3 separate regions of the Mus musculus genome follow, and regions 1 and 3 are each linked to region 2. The links are chromatin contacts, called in public promoter capture Hi-C maps. All regions are on one chromosome and are shown on one strand. Each heading gives the region's core, a stretch centred on a gene start, on an enhancer-like site or on the middle of the called end of the contact. The rest is flanking DNA. Distances are from core to core; before and after follow the strand shown. Region 1 holds the start of Mrps9 (mitochondrial ribosomal protein S9). Region 2 holds the start of Il1rl2 (interleukin 1 receptor-like 2). Region 3 holds the start of 2900092D14Rik (RIKEN cDNA 2900092D14 gene).

The links. Promoter capture Hi-C pulls out the DNA fragments that hold promoters and counts their contacts.
Region 1: a promoter capture Hi-C map of hippocampal neurons shows a contact between it and region 2, with 3 times the contacts expected there. The contact joins the promoter of Mrps9 here to the promoter of Il1rl2 in region 2.
Region 3: a contact with region 2 is called in a promoter capture Hi-C map of liver, with 4 times the contacts expected there. The contact joins the promoter of 2900092D14Rik here to the promoter of Il1rl2 in region 2. A contact is called at or near these places in 2 of 39 promoter capture datasets (embryonic stem cells and liver) and 1 of 115 datasets of contacts at active chromatin or transcription factors (embryonic stem cells).

The regions. Positions count from the first base shown.
Region 1 is chr1:42,849,527-42,854,007 of GRCm38.p6, reverse strand. It overlaps Mrps9 (mitochondrial ribosomal protein S9), which reads right to left and starts at 2,775. Exons shown (of 11, transcript NM_023514.4): 1 at 2,582-2,775. The coding sequence starts at 2,716.
Region 2 is chr1:40,322,991-40,327,341 of GRCm38.p6, reverse strand. It overlaps Il1rl2 (interleukin 1 receptor-like 2), which reads right to left and starts at 2,753. Exons shown (of 11, transcript NM_001356478.1): 1 at 2,593-2,753; 2 at 784-853. The coding sequence starts at 847.
Region 3 is chr1:42,698,498-42,703,042 of GRCm38.p6, reverse strand. 2900092D14Rik (RIKEN cDNA 2900092D14 gene) reads right to left here and starts at 2,707. Exons shown (of 1, transcript NR_027891.1): 1 at 1-2,707. It overlaps Pou3f3 (POU domain, class 3, transcription factor 3), which reads right to left. Exons shown (of 1, transcript NM_008900.3): 1 at 2,833-4,545. The coding sequence ends at 4,404. All of the region lies in intron 1 of Gm46091 (predicted gene, 46091), which reads right to left.

The DNA of each region.
Region 1 (4,481 bases), core at 1,526-4,025, 2.5 Mb before region 2:
CATAAATACGGTCAACTCTCACCACAGAGAGGCAGGGTGGAAACTTGCTCTCCGGTGTCCACTGGTTTGAAAGATGAACAAATCTTTTCCTCAAAATGCATTGTTTCAGGGATCGGCATATTAAGTAGTGGCCACAATGTGGCTGGTTTGGTAACTCCAATCTCTGACTCAGTCCCTAAGTTCTAACCAATTATCTGTTGTTGCTAGAGCCTACTCCGATTATAATGTACCCTTTTATATTGTTGTACAACTATATCTTTCTAGAGCATAATCACTACATAAAATTTATAGATACTATATAAACAGCTTATACAAGTACATTCATATATATGAAATGACTAACTGTTGCTGAAGCTTCCAATATACTGTCACATTCCCTGGGGGGCTGCCTTTGATCACCTGTGTCACCCTCTGTTGACTCCAGACTGAATCAGGTAAATACATGTCTGTGGTTCTTCTGTATTATTTCTGGAAATCTCTCACAGCACATTACAGAATCCGAACATGTTCAGGTGCACTTTATGAAAACTTTGGTCACTCACATATATGGCTGCTATCTATAACTATATTTGGGATGTTCAGAGTTTGTGGTTGTGTTGAGGCATAATATGAAATTGGTAAGAACCCATAAATACTATAAGGACATCAGAGGAGGAAGCCAGCTAGCAAGGGTCCCAACTGAGACCCAGGAGTCACACCTAAGTAAAGCTTGCTTCCTTATGTTAGTGGCATTAGTGTTTCTCAAAAATTTTTACTGTCACCCACAGTTTCTGTTGATATCAGTACCTACTATACACTTGGCAGTGTAAACAAAACATGAAAACACTTTGTAAAATGCCTTTTATTATTCTATTACCTCTACTCCTTTCAAGCTGTTTATGACCTTTGAAGAGATTCCATAATTAATGGCACATGACCCAAATATGAAATGGGGAGGGGATTACTTGGTTAGTGTTTTATTTGCTCATAAAGTCATTAATTTTTTTATATAAAACATGGGCCCCAAGAGAAATACAGCTATTAATGTTATATGCAGACGTGGATAAGTGATTTTTAATATGAACATTAAGAAACATTAGTATTTTCGGCAGGCACTGTACAAAAAAAAGGTTTCTAAATGTCTTTGTGTGTGTATACATACATGGGGGGAGGGGCTTGTTGTTAGAGGTATCCCACTGGGGGCTGGGCTTTAAGATTTCAAAACCCTGTGCCAACCCCAGTCTCTCCCTGTTCAGGTGTCTTTTCGAAGCAACAGAAAAGTAACCAAGACAATGTGTATGCATGCATCCGTGGGAAGAAAGCAGTGTGCAACCGGAATGAGCTTTAGACATAATAAAAGACACATACATGTATTCCCCCTGTAAATTAAAAAGGTAAAAGGGATGTGACCCAGCGAGGCTCATTTTGTAAAATGTGTTTGTTTACACATAATTATAAGAATAAAGAGAAAGAAGAAGGGTACACTAGGTTCAGAATATAGGAGAGTGAGAGCCACCTGCCCATATAATCATTACCAATAAACATATTTTGTATGCTACAGTTCCTCTCATATGCAATTATGTGTCTCAAAGAGATGTATAGAAGAAATAAAAATGTCCAACACATTTTCCAATTTTCAAAACCAAGAAACCCAGATGTTTAACAGATCAATGGACAAATTGGTTTATGTTACAACATCAAATAACAGAAAAAGGTGGCCAGTCATTTTGTAAAACAGTTCTAAGATCCAGCGTTTAACTTCTCGGCAATATCTGGTGGTAGTACTGCTTTTCCAACATTTCGTACTCTTTCTACTCAAACTGTTCTGTTTTCCAACCCCCACTTGTTTGACCGCGTGTTCTCAATCTCTTGAGACCTCTCTTTCGGCCTGTTCATCTGCCTACTCTTGCAGGACACCATCTGCGCGCTATTCCCTGGGTTTCCATTAGAACCTGCAAGGTAACAGGACTTCAAAGTTAGGTCTCCTCCTGTGTCACGGGCACACCCACCGAAAGGACTACTGGAAATCTCCGGTAGAATATGCCACAGACACTTTAAGTGCAATTACAGCCGAAGCTCGTTTTCTCCCACTTTTAATGAGCCACATTAAACGGGCGACAAGCAAAGACTCAAGCTAGAAATCCCAGCTTCACACCGACCCCGGAATTGAGCGAAGCGGTCAAATTCTGCTCTCCTAATGTCACACACACACACACACACACACACACACACACACACACACACACAAGTTTCGGGAAAATTACAAAAACTGAAATTCCGCAAACGCAGAGCACTTGTAAAAAGTCTCAGTTCGCTCCACAGACTGACTCTGCCCAGGACATCTTCCGGGTCGCGCAGAGTTCGGCTCCCCTTCTCCCCGGGACGAATCACAAGACCCAGGCAGCCACCCAACTCCATCTGCCGAACCCTTTGCTCCTCAAAGCCCAGGGAGAGGCTGCAGAGGATCCGTCCGCGGCCGATTCCCCGATCCCCAAGCGTGACCTCCGACCTCTACCTTGAGGGCTCTGGCAGCCCTGGAAGGTGGGCCGGCTTCACGTCACCCTACCACACGGACCGCCAGCTCCAGCTCCCAGGACCTTACCTGGAACCTGGTCCCTGTCTGCCAGCCAACCGCCGAGGCTGTCCAGTACCCGGGCCTCTGGCAGAGGCTAGCTCTAACAGCGGGAGTGAACCAAAGGGAAAGCACTCGGCCGCAGGACACACAGGGGGCGGCCATGTTGGCCGTAAGAAACATCCTGGCGGGAGGGGAAAGGGGTGGAGCCTGGAGACTGCGCAGGCGCAGACCTCCCAGGCGGAAGCGCTTCCTTAGCAATTGCAACTAGGGGCGGAGTTCTGTAGTCCAGCCCCTCGCCGCTGATTGGGTGCGCGGCAGCAGGTTGCCTTGCACATGGCTTTCGGCTTACTAGCAGCTGTAGTCCTAGCTGAGTTCCTGGTACCCACGCTCAGACAAGCCTTCCACAGTCTTATTCTCACTCCAACAATCCAAGCTGGCTTTCCTGTCCGCTTGCCTTCCCGCAAGGGCCTTCTGCTCCCCCTTGAACTTGCCCGTTTTAAAGATCTGTTTCAAGACATTCTTCTTCCAGCAACTAACCATTCTGGCTTCCAACACATTGTGTTGACTCTTAGCTGTCTGACCCACAGGCTGAGGAAAAGCACCTCCCTGCTCAACTTCATGGCTCTCCCTGATTGCCTCTGAGCCTTAAAGCCATTAAGAGTGGCTGCAGACACAGGAACTGTCTTTGCCTTCTGAAACTTGAACTTCCTAACCCTAAGTCTAGGGTTATCTCTACCAGATACAAGTGGTTGAATAAATCACTCTTAAAGGGTTTTCCAATGTTGAAAATTATCATTGAATAATTTGATAATGTTGAAATTATCATTAGAAGTTTAAAACATACTCAGAAAACGAGATCAAGGTGACCGAGTAAGAGGCTGAGAAGTTAAAAACACTCTATGTTCTTTCAGAGGACCTGGGTTTGGTCCCCAGAACTCTTGTGGAAAATCACATCTATCTATCTATCTATCTATCTATCTATCTATCTATCTATCTATCTATCACATCTATCACATCTATCACATCTATCTATCTATCTATCTATCACATCTATCTATCTATCTATCTATCTACCTATCTATCTATAATTACAGCTCTAAACAATCTGACACCTTCTCTGAATTTCAAGGGGATCAACCATGTCTGTGATGTACAGACACATATACATACAAGCAAAATATTTATACATGTAAATTAGAAATCTGTTTTTTAAGTTATGAAGTAAGTGCTGGCATCGTACAGTTATCACCTCATAAAACAGCTCTAGGGAAATAGAAATTGCATAGCTTCAGAAAAATAGAAGAAAAAAAACCCCTCCAAATAGGATGCTTGTAGTAAAGGGGGGAAATCATTATTTTCCCCTTTGTTTGTTTCCTTTACATTAGTGAAAATCTCTTCATTCAGTGGCAGAAGTCCAGGACTAGTATTTGGAGAAGAAGAATAAGTTAGAGGCGAGGCAGTGCTGGCCAGAAAAGCAGGTAGGCTAACTCCAGATCTTTACCTCTCCCTCTATCTCTCCAAATCCAATCCTCTAGTCTTATCTGTAGCAGAACTGCTGTGGCCTCTTCTCACTCTCTGATCCCATTCCCAGGGGACTAAACAGACCCTGGTAGATCACCCACCTTCCCTCCCTCTGCAGCCCTCCTTACTTCCTCCCCTCCAGCCCATCTTCATTCCTAAATGTCAGCTCTCAATACCAAGAAACACATTGTACCTGGAACCCCCAGTAGCCACAACTGGCTGGATCTGAGAAGCATTCTACCAGGCAACACACAGCCACCACAGACTCCTAAGAACCAGAGAAAACAAACAAACAAAAAACAAGGAAAAGAAACCCACTCAGCAAAAGCAAGACCAGATGTCAGCACCTGGAATTACAAACATCCCCAAACCCAGATGCCTACATGCCATCATAAAAACAGAATAA
Region 2 (4,351 bases), core at 1,504-4,003:
AATAAAATAAAATAAAATAAAATAAAATAAAGGCAGAAAACTGGAGTCATTATTCTTTTTAGGGAATATTTTGCTCTGGTCAATGTGAAATTGCATTTAGGAGTTTGTTTATTTGGGGTGTTTCCCCAAACTAGCCCAGTCATTTAGAAGCATAATGCTAAGACCTTCAAATGTATAGTGAGGACAAGGCTTCCCCAGGACCCTCCACAGAACCACGGCCCCTGTGTCTGTATCTGTTCACTCTTCTGCCCTTAGTCTCTGTCTCAACATAGAACCAACCTGGTCGTTTTCCTGCCTATACTTGCAGTCAGATGTATCCTCGTTCCACAGTGCTTGGTTCTAAAGACAGCTTCCCTTTAAAGCCCATTTCTACCAAGTTGGGTTTTCTTAGAAACTTGTACTCTCTGGTAGTTTTGGACCATAAAATAGCCCTTTATATGAAATAGATGACACTAGTAGCCCATCTGTTTAAGCATTGGAACTGAGTCCACTCGAGTGTTTGAGGACTTCTCTGTATCACCTGTTAGTCCAAAGTTCCAAGGTGACATTTGGGGGTTGAGCCTCCAAGAAGTTGGGAATGAACTTTTCCTATCCCTCCCTCCCCGCTCCCTTTTTGACCGGCCTGCCAGATTATCTGGTGGAAAGAGTGACTAGCAAGGTTGGGGCTTAGTTGATGCCCCTGCAAGTGGGTGAGTCAGGGGCACGGAGATGAATGACAAAGGATGCTGCTGGCAAGGCAACAGGTCTCTGGGATACAAGGACTCACAGACCCGCAGAACTTACCTGCTGCCACGAAAAGCAGAAGCAGGAAAAACACCCCACAGAAGAGCAAAGATGTAACCCCCATCTCAGGCTACAAAGGAAAAGAGAGGACAATGGTAGAAGTAAGGGATGCAGTGAGGCTGGTACCTTCCCGCACACAATTTTAGAGAATCCAGAATGTCAGTCCCAGTTCAGGTCACTGGCCTTCCTTCCCCTCTGCATGGGGAGCCCTCCACTTGGCCTCCCTCCGTTCCAAGGCCAGCCTTTCCCCATCTCCATTACACCAGACCTTCAGAAGCCAGTAAACGCCGACTGGCCTGTGAAGGGGACTGGTGGGGAGTTGGGAGACAGGGCCAGATGTGCTGGCACTTGGATCAAGCCAGGGCCAGGAGACTGAACCCCAGCCAGAGCAGACTGTGGACCCGCCCAGCGTGCATCTGGGATCGCATGGGTCGGAGGGGCTCCCCTGTAACCCTATGTGCTCGCTGGCTGAGCGGTAAGTGCTGGCCCACCTGGAAAGGGCAAGGGAGAGCAGGAATCCCAGAGTTTGACCCAAGTCCCGGCCCACTTTCCAGGTCGGAGTCTTCTAGCCGCCCCAGTGACTATTGATCGCTAACTCCCTCCGCTCCGGCTGCCCCGGGCTTGCTCCACCTGCCTATGGGGTCTCAGAGCGCTGGGTCTCGTGGAGCAGAGCGGGAACCACTCTGGGGACCGAATCCTGGTTGGTCACCGCACTCTGCACCTTGGGCATCGCTTCTCCGCCGCGGGCGGAACAGACTCACCTTCCCCAAGTGGAGCAGGACAGAAATAATCCGTCCTTCGAAAATCGTTCAGTCTTTTTTTCCTGATCCCAGGCCAGCACGTTCATCTATCAGGAATGTCGGCTTAAATATGCTCCAGATCATCGCTAAAAATTATTATATCCTTTCCAAACACTATCTGAGCGGTTCTTACACACCCAGCACTGTCCTAAAATGGACTATTCCAGAGGTGGAAGCGCTTCTGAGAAAAGGCATTAACCCCACCCCAGCCCCGTCCTCGTGCCAGATCTTAGGTAAAGCAGACTCCCGACAGGTTGAGCACCGATACAGTCAGTCTAAACTTGCCATAAAGTAATGCTTGCTCGGACCTGTCTTCCTGCGCCAGAGACACTGGAGACCCCACTAGGCACTGAGAAGAGCAGTGGCGGCAAACGCTGTCAGACCAACAGCTTCTTAGTGGGCATCCCTCGGAGTCTTTGTGGATTAGAAACTGTAAGACTTTGAAAACAACCACAGCGTCAGTCTGACTAGCTGTCCCAGGTTCACAAAGTTAAGATGTACACGTGTCTGTCCGAGTACTGTCCCTTGGCAGAAGCACTCTGCCTTACAATTCTGGGATGATCTCTGTGTTGAGTAAGTCTGCTGATGCATGAGGAATCAATCATTAGTTCTGGATACAGAACAGATATGGGGATAGTGAGTTTTCAGGGAAAACAAAAACAAAAACCACGACGTTAAGCGGAATGAGAAACAGAAGAAACGTCCTACCTATACGGAAATTAAACAAACAGGAAGCTAAGATGTAGAAGAGAGATTACAGGGGTGGGTGGATGAAGCCGGTGAAAAGAAGCTGGGTTCAATTAGTGCGCACCAAACCCCAGTAATATATAAAATTAAGACAAAACTGATTGAAGTTTTAAAAATAAAAACACAAAACTATCACGTGTGTGCACGCAGAACCTCCCAGAGAACTACGGAAGGAACTGAGACTGTACTCACAGAGGTCTGAAGGACAATTTCAGCTTTGTTTGGAGTGGCCAGAAGAAACCCAGCTTTGGTAGAAACTTACTGACTTCAGTCTCCTCTGGTGACCCCCCTCTTCTTCTCACTTTTGTATCTTGAAGTGTGTGCCACGCAGTTGTCAAGGGCCACATAATTCCAAACAAGCTGTGTCGCGTAAGCAACAAACATCAGAAGCCATCATCTCCCAGCTTCCGGTCTCTGTCCGCCCAAACCCAAACTCCCAGTCTTCAGCTTGGTGCTTATTCTCTCCCCTCCCCCTCCCTTTGTGTGTGTCTGAGTGGTGTGTGGGGGTGGAGAGCAGAGAGGGAGAAGCAGGAAATTCCTTAAGCAATGTAAGATATTCTTACATAAGATTTCCTAGTCACTGTATAAAATTTACTATACTGTGCACTTACATAACTTACTTTTTAATAAAAGCATTATACTTGCGGGATTTAAACATTTGAGGTGTGGTCCTTCTCAATAAAGGCTTGCCCCATCCTGTGAGCATGAGCAACCGACGTGTCTCTCTCCCTTAGCCATTTTGGTTGTCCCATTTTTTTTACGTTTTGCTAATTATTATACATAATGTTGCCGCGACAATCCTGGCAATGTCTCTTACACGTCTGAGAGAAGCTCCTGGATCATTAGGTAGGTGTGCCCTCGTCTGCGTTGGCAAACCTCTGACTGATTATTCCATGACACCATTCTCTAGAGAAGGATTCTGATGCCCCATGTTCTTGCCAAATATTAAAGGCATCCGAATGTGTCCGATGGCACACTGAGTGTTGGGAAGACAGCTTAGAGACATGAGCCCTTCAACAGCTTGCCACCATGATTTTCTGGTAAATAACATTTTTTTAAAAGAGATATTCAACTATTAGGAAGCACATAAGATATGAAATACAGTTAGGAGACAGGTGGAAAGAATATGATAAGGCACAGCCTTTCTCCTGAGCAGTGGCCTGGAGCCCAACAGGTAGATGTCTGGGGCAAGAGCTCTCTCTTTCTACTTTTTACGTTTTATTTTTACTATGTTTAATTATGTGTGTGCATCTGCACTGGCTATGTGCATGTGACTGCAGGTGACCATAGGGTCCAGAAGAGGGTGTCGGCTCCCTTGGAGCTGGAATTACAGGTGTTTGTGAGTTACCTGATATGGGTTCTGGGGACCAAAGTCTGATCTTCTGCAACAGCCATTTACATCCCTACAGAATGAACCGTCAGTACAAAGTCTCTGAAGGACCGAGTTTGGGACACTCCAAAAAAAAAAACTGAAATGAAGGGAGAGTGATTGCCACACAGCAGAGGGGAGAGCTGGGTAAACTGAAGTATGGAAGTAGGTGTGGCTAGATCACATGGGGCCTGGGAACGACAATACAATGGCTGCCATTATTATAGGCAAAATTAAAAGATATTACAATGTTTAAATCAGGAAAAATATAATCTCACACTAATTCCTCCTCACCCCGGAATTGGTACCCTTACCACTAAAGACAGCCTAAAGCGCAAAGCACTAAGGGAACAGCACAGGTTTTCAAACCAGGTGCACATAGAGCTGAAGAGGAATGGCAGGGTGAAGGCATGGGGGCGGGGGAGTTGCATGGGGAAAGAGTAGATCTAATAATACACAAAGGCAGGGCAAGTCGGTGTGTGCTACTGAGCTCATGGCTGCTGTGTTCCCCTGAGACACAGAGAGTGGGGGTTAGGGCCTAGACCAGCAAGCCCTTCTTCAGTAACAGGGGAGAGAGAGAGAGAGAGAGAGAGAGAGAGAGGGAGAGAGGGAGAGAGGGAGAGAGAGAGAGAGAGAGAGAGAGAGAGAGAGA
Region 3 (4,545 bases), core at 1,458-3,957, 2.4 Mb before region 2:
TATTTACATACAAATTGGTGCATATGTGCCCATCTCTTTAAATGCATTTTGTATAGATATATAAAAGTGTCATTTTTGATTTAGCTTGAAGAGGTTGATCATTTATTATAAAAATAAACGAATAAATACAACAATATATTGTTGCTTCCAACAGGATAAATACTTTACAAATATATAATTTAAAAAACAAATTTAATTGTTAAAATTATTTAAAATATTACACTTATTGATAAAACTATGAATAGTATATACTGCATTTGATATAAGAACCAATTATTCTCTGAATGTTGAAAACCATTCATACAAAACCAGATCATGAGTATGGTAATGAGCAAACACTGGAGGCCAGGAAGAAGCAGAGGGAGTCTCTAAGATCAATGAGAGAGAGAGAGAGAGAGAGAGAGAGAGAGAGAGAGACAGAGAGAGAGAGAGAGAGAGAGAGAGAGGAGGAATAACCCTTAGCTAATACTAAGAAGGGAAAACGCAGAGCAACAACAGCAAAGTGACTAATATTTTAAATACACCTTGAATTATTTATTGTACAGACTTGTCAGGGGAAGGTGATTGGGTAGATGGGGTGATCAAAGCTTGGATAGTGGCTCGGGAGCCACACTCTACTGTAAACTATAACTGGGCCTAGTTTGAAAGTAGCCAAGCTGATGGACCAGAACTTTGTCACTTTCCTTTGGGTTGGAAGGGGAAGAGTAGGCAGTCTGAAATGGAGGAAACAAATGGGCAGTTTACGAAGCACAAGACATTTGTGCTGCATAAGAACACAATGACCAAATTCTTTTTTTTTTAAAGACCTGGTGATATACAACAATATGTTCATTATTTACATGTGTAACAATATGAGCCTTAGCACAAAAACTCTCATATCTTCTCTGCTGTGTTTCAACCATCAATTTCATTTTGTAAATACATTCAAAGGATTGACTTTAAAACAAAAAGTGCAAGCGTCAGCTTACTTTACACAACACACAATGACAAGCAAAACTGCTTGGTTTGCCTATCTTCTTCAATCAAAAACGTACTCTGCTACCCATAGATCTGGGCTTCTTCCAAAGTAACCAGCAAATAGAAGACAGGGTAAAATCTAACATTAGCTCTTTTGTCATGAGCTAAATCAAGAAAGCAGATACCTCCTGGCATTTAAAATAGACCCATTCCTTTCCTAGTCAGGCACCACCATTCCAGCAGGAAAACAAAACAAAACATCAAACAAACAAACAACAAAACAAAACAAAACCTCGCCCTTAATCAAACAACAAAAATAAAACAAAAACAAAAACCCACCAAGATCCCTGTCACACACCAGTGATGTGTTCCATTTACAAACAGCCTGGCCCATTCCTCACTTTCAGGGAGGCCTTCTTGGCTTACCCTCAGAGCCTCTAAAACAACAACAACAACAACAACAACAACAACAACAAAACAAACAAATAAAAAGATGATGACTCTCACCCTACCCCAACTCCAGGCAGTGTGATAACAATAACAGGAGAAACAGAAAACAAAAGCAAAGAGAAAAATAAAATGTGGTTTCTTATCTGTACCTTCATGTCTTTCTGTTTAATAAATATGGCCTTTTCCAGATTTCATGAATCAGAATGCTGGTGATTTTTTTTTTTTTTACTACAATTTGGTATCTAAAATAATGCAACCCAAATACATGGTTGTCTGGCTGGGCTCAATTTGTGCTATTGGGTCTGTCTGTGAGAAACTATTTCTTGTCCTCATAGTTTCCCAGAATTTTTTAACCCTTGAATCTATATTGGGGGAGGGGAAGCCAGCAAAGATTAGGCAAAAGGTGAATGGTAGCTGAGATTGGGGGAAATGCCTGTGTAAAAATCATTGTTTTTCCACCTAAGTACTTAAAAAAAAAAAAAAAAAAACCACATACAATACAAGGACTCAACCAATCAGAGCCTTTCTCCTCTTTATCTCTCATACCCTGAGGTGTTGTATTTCCAGCTTGTAAATACTGATGCATCAACTTGATAAATGTGACCATCCTGCAGGGTCTTATCTAAAAAGTGACCAAAATAACTAAAGCCTAGGCATTGGTAAGGAAGATGAAGAGTTACTATGCCTCTGAAGGACCAAACCACAGAAATGGGCAGCCTGGAGTCTGCGCTAGGGACAATCTCAGCACAGAGCAAAGCAGGGCTCAGTACCATCATCTTTCATGAAAGAAATATAGGAAGAAAAGCAAATATAGGCTTAATAATGGAAATTTAATCACACATAGTTATCAATGGGGAGTAACTGATATCAAAATATTTCATGAATTTATAAGCTATCCTTCGCAACTATTGATCCACAAAGACAGAAAGAGAAAGAAAAGAAAGAAAGAAAGAAAGAAAGAAAGAAAGAAAGAGAGGAAAGAAGGAAGGAAAAGAAAGGAAGAAAGAAAAAAACAGGGATATATTGGAAGGCAAGGTGATCAAAAAGAGGCTGACCTAAGAGGAACTGTATTTACCATGACTGGCTGGTGGGCATATTTTCACTGGTGATGTAGCAAAACACAGGTACTTTCAAGAAAATGGCTAATATTTATAGATCACTCAGCAAAAACACTAGAGACACCCATTGAAACTGAGGGTAAGGAGAATATTGTGAAATTTATGGACCAACAAGGAGTGAATAACCACTATTGCTAAAGCAACTCCTTTTAGCAACCCTAGCCTGTTCTGGAGGTTTCAAACATACCTTTGCGTGGGGAAGCTCCGCTCTCTTAATGCTATGACTTAAGGGTCTGCATTAGTAAAAAAATATTTTCTAAAGGATTCTTTTCTTCCCACACAGTGTTTATGCATCAGACACAGACCATTTCATTCTAACAAATTTATTTTCTCAATCAGCTCTTACGGAATCACTACTCAAATTAAATTACAATCAAATGATCACATCAAAAGATACCCTTATTACCTAACAACTGTCCATATTTTCATTTCATTTTGATTTGTGCTCGTCTGAAAAAAACACGTAATACAAGATCTGGGGAAAAATAAATTACCGTTTTGCAGCAGTTCATAAGTATTTTGAATAAAATATTAAAAGAAGTCATTTAATGAAAATATAAAGCAAATATTTTTAGATCAACAACGGATCTAACGATTCTATATTGCCGTCATTTGAAAAGTCTGTTTATTAAAACCTACCAAAAACACTGCTTGGAAATGGCAGTATTACATAATCACATCCGCAGCACCCATTCAATCAAAGTTGGCAACGCATTGAGGGCAGAAGTCAAGGGAAGTGCGCGGTTGGTGCTGTCTTTCCACACCCTTTTATCGGAGTCAGTCCAGAAATAAAAAATAAAAAATGTTAATAAAAAAAATATTAGCGGCGGAATCTTTAGGCATGGTCCACCCCGAGCGGCAGTCAGCAAAGCCCGGGTTTGGTGGTGGAGGCCTGGCCCTTGTGGGCGGTCTCAGAGGCTGGGCCCGGGCCCCGCTTTTGTGCCCTCTCCGCTAGTGGATTGCGGCTGGACGTACCTACCCTTCAGCCTCACCCAGCCTTGGCTCTTTCGCGATGCTTTTATTTCCAAGTTTACTGCGGAGGATGCTTTCTTTTGGCTTTCTTGTTCAGTCTGTGAACTTCAGAAGCGGCGAATCTTCCCCCCCAGACTCTGTTTCTCCCTTCTTCCCATTTCTTAGTTGATTTATTTGTTCCCCAAAGACTTGAATATGGCCAAGAAAAACACTGTCCAAGAGCAGAGTCAGACCTGCAGGAAACCTGGTGCGTCTTTCTTTTCAGGTCGCTCCCCATAAAGAAAGTTTCCATGGATCTTTTAGGCAGCCCTTTTGGAAGAAGTGGAAGAAAGAGGGGGGGGGTGTCTCTCTCTTATCTCCGAGGCAGGTGTTCTCCACCGACGACGCCATGCAGGACATCTCGGTGTGGACAGTACCTCAAGTGTGCAGTTTAGGTGCGTTAGGCATCTTCACCCTTCTTTCAAAACAGAAGCAGAACACCACCACAGTATAAACGAGATGTCCCTGTTGCCCCTTTTCCTCTTCCGGTTTTGTTTGTTATATATGCATATAAAACAGTCTTGGTATTTATTATGCTTAAAAATTTTTTTGGTCCCTCCTTTCTTGGACTTCAGAAAGAGTCTCATCGGTCTCCAGCTGTCCTCCCCCCTCCTGGGGCCGTGGCACGCCTGTCTTTGGGCGGAGGGGAGGAGGCCTAGATGCCCTGGCACTGGCCAGGTGCTGGGTCTGCGCGGCGGCAGCGGCGGCGGCGGCGACGGTGACGGCGGCGGCGGCGGCAGCAGCAGCAGCGGTGGTTCTCGGCGGCGGCGGCTCGGAGACGGCGGCGACGGCGACCATGGCGGTGCTGACAGCGGCTGCGGAGGTGGCGGCGGCGGCGGCGGCCCTCTTCGCGCTGCGCCCCGGCATTCACTGCACGCTGGTCTGAAGCCCGTGGTGCGGTGGCGGTGTGTCAGCGCTCACGGTACCCACCTGCGAGTAGACATCGTCCGGCGTCTGCTGCTGGATGCCAGGGGGCGTCATGCGTTTTTCCTTTTGGCGTCGGTTGCAG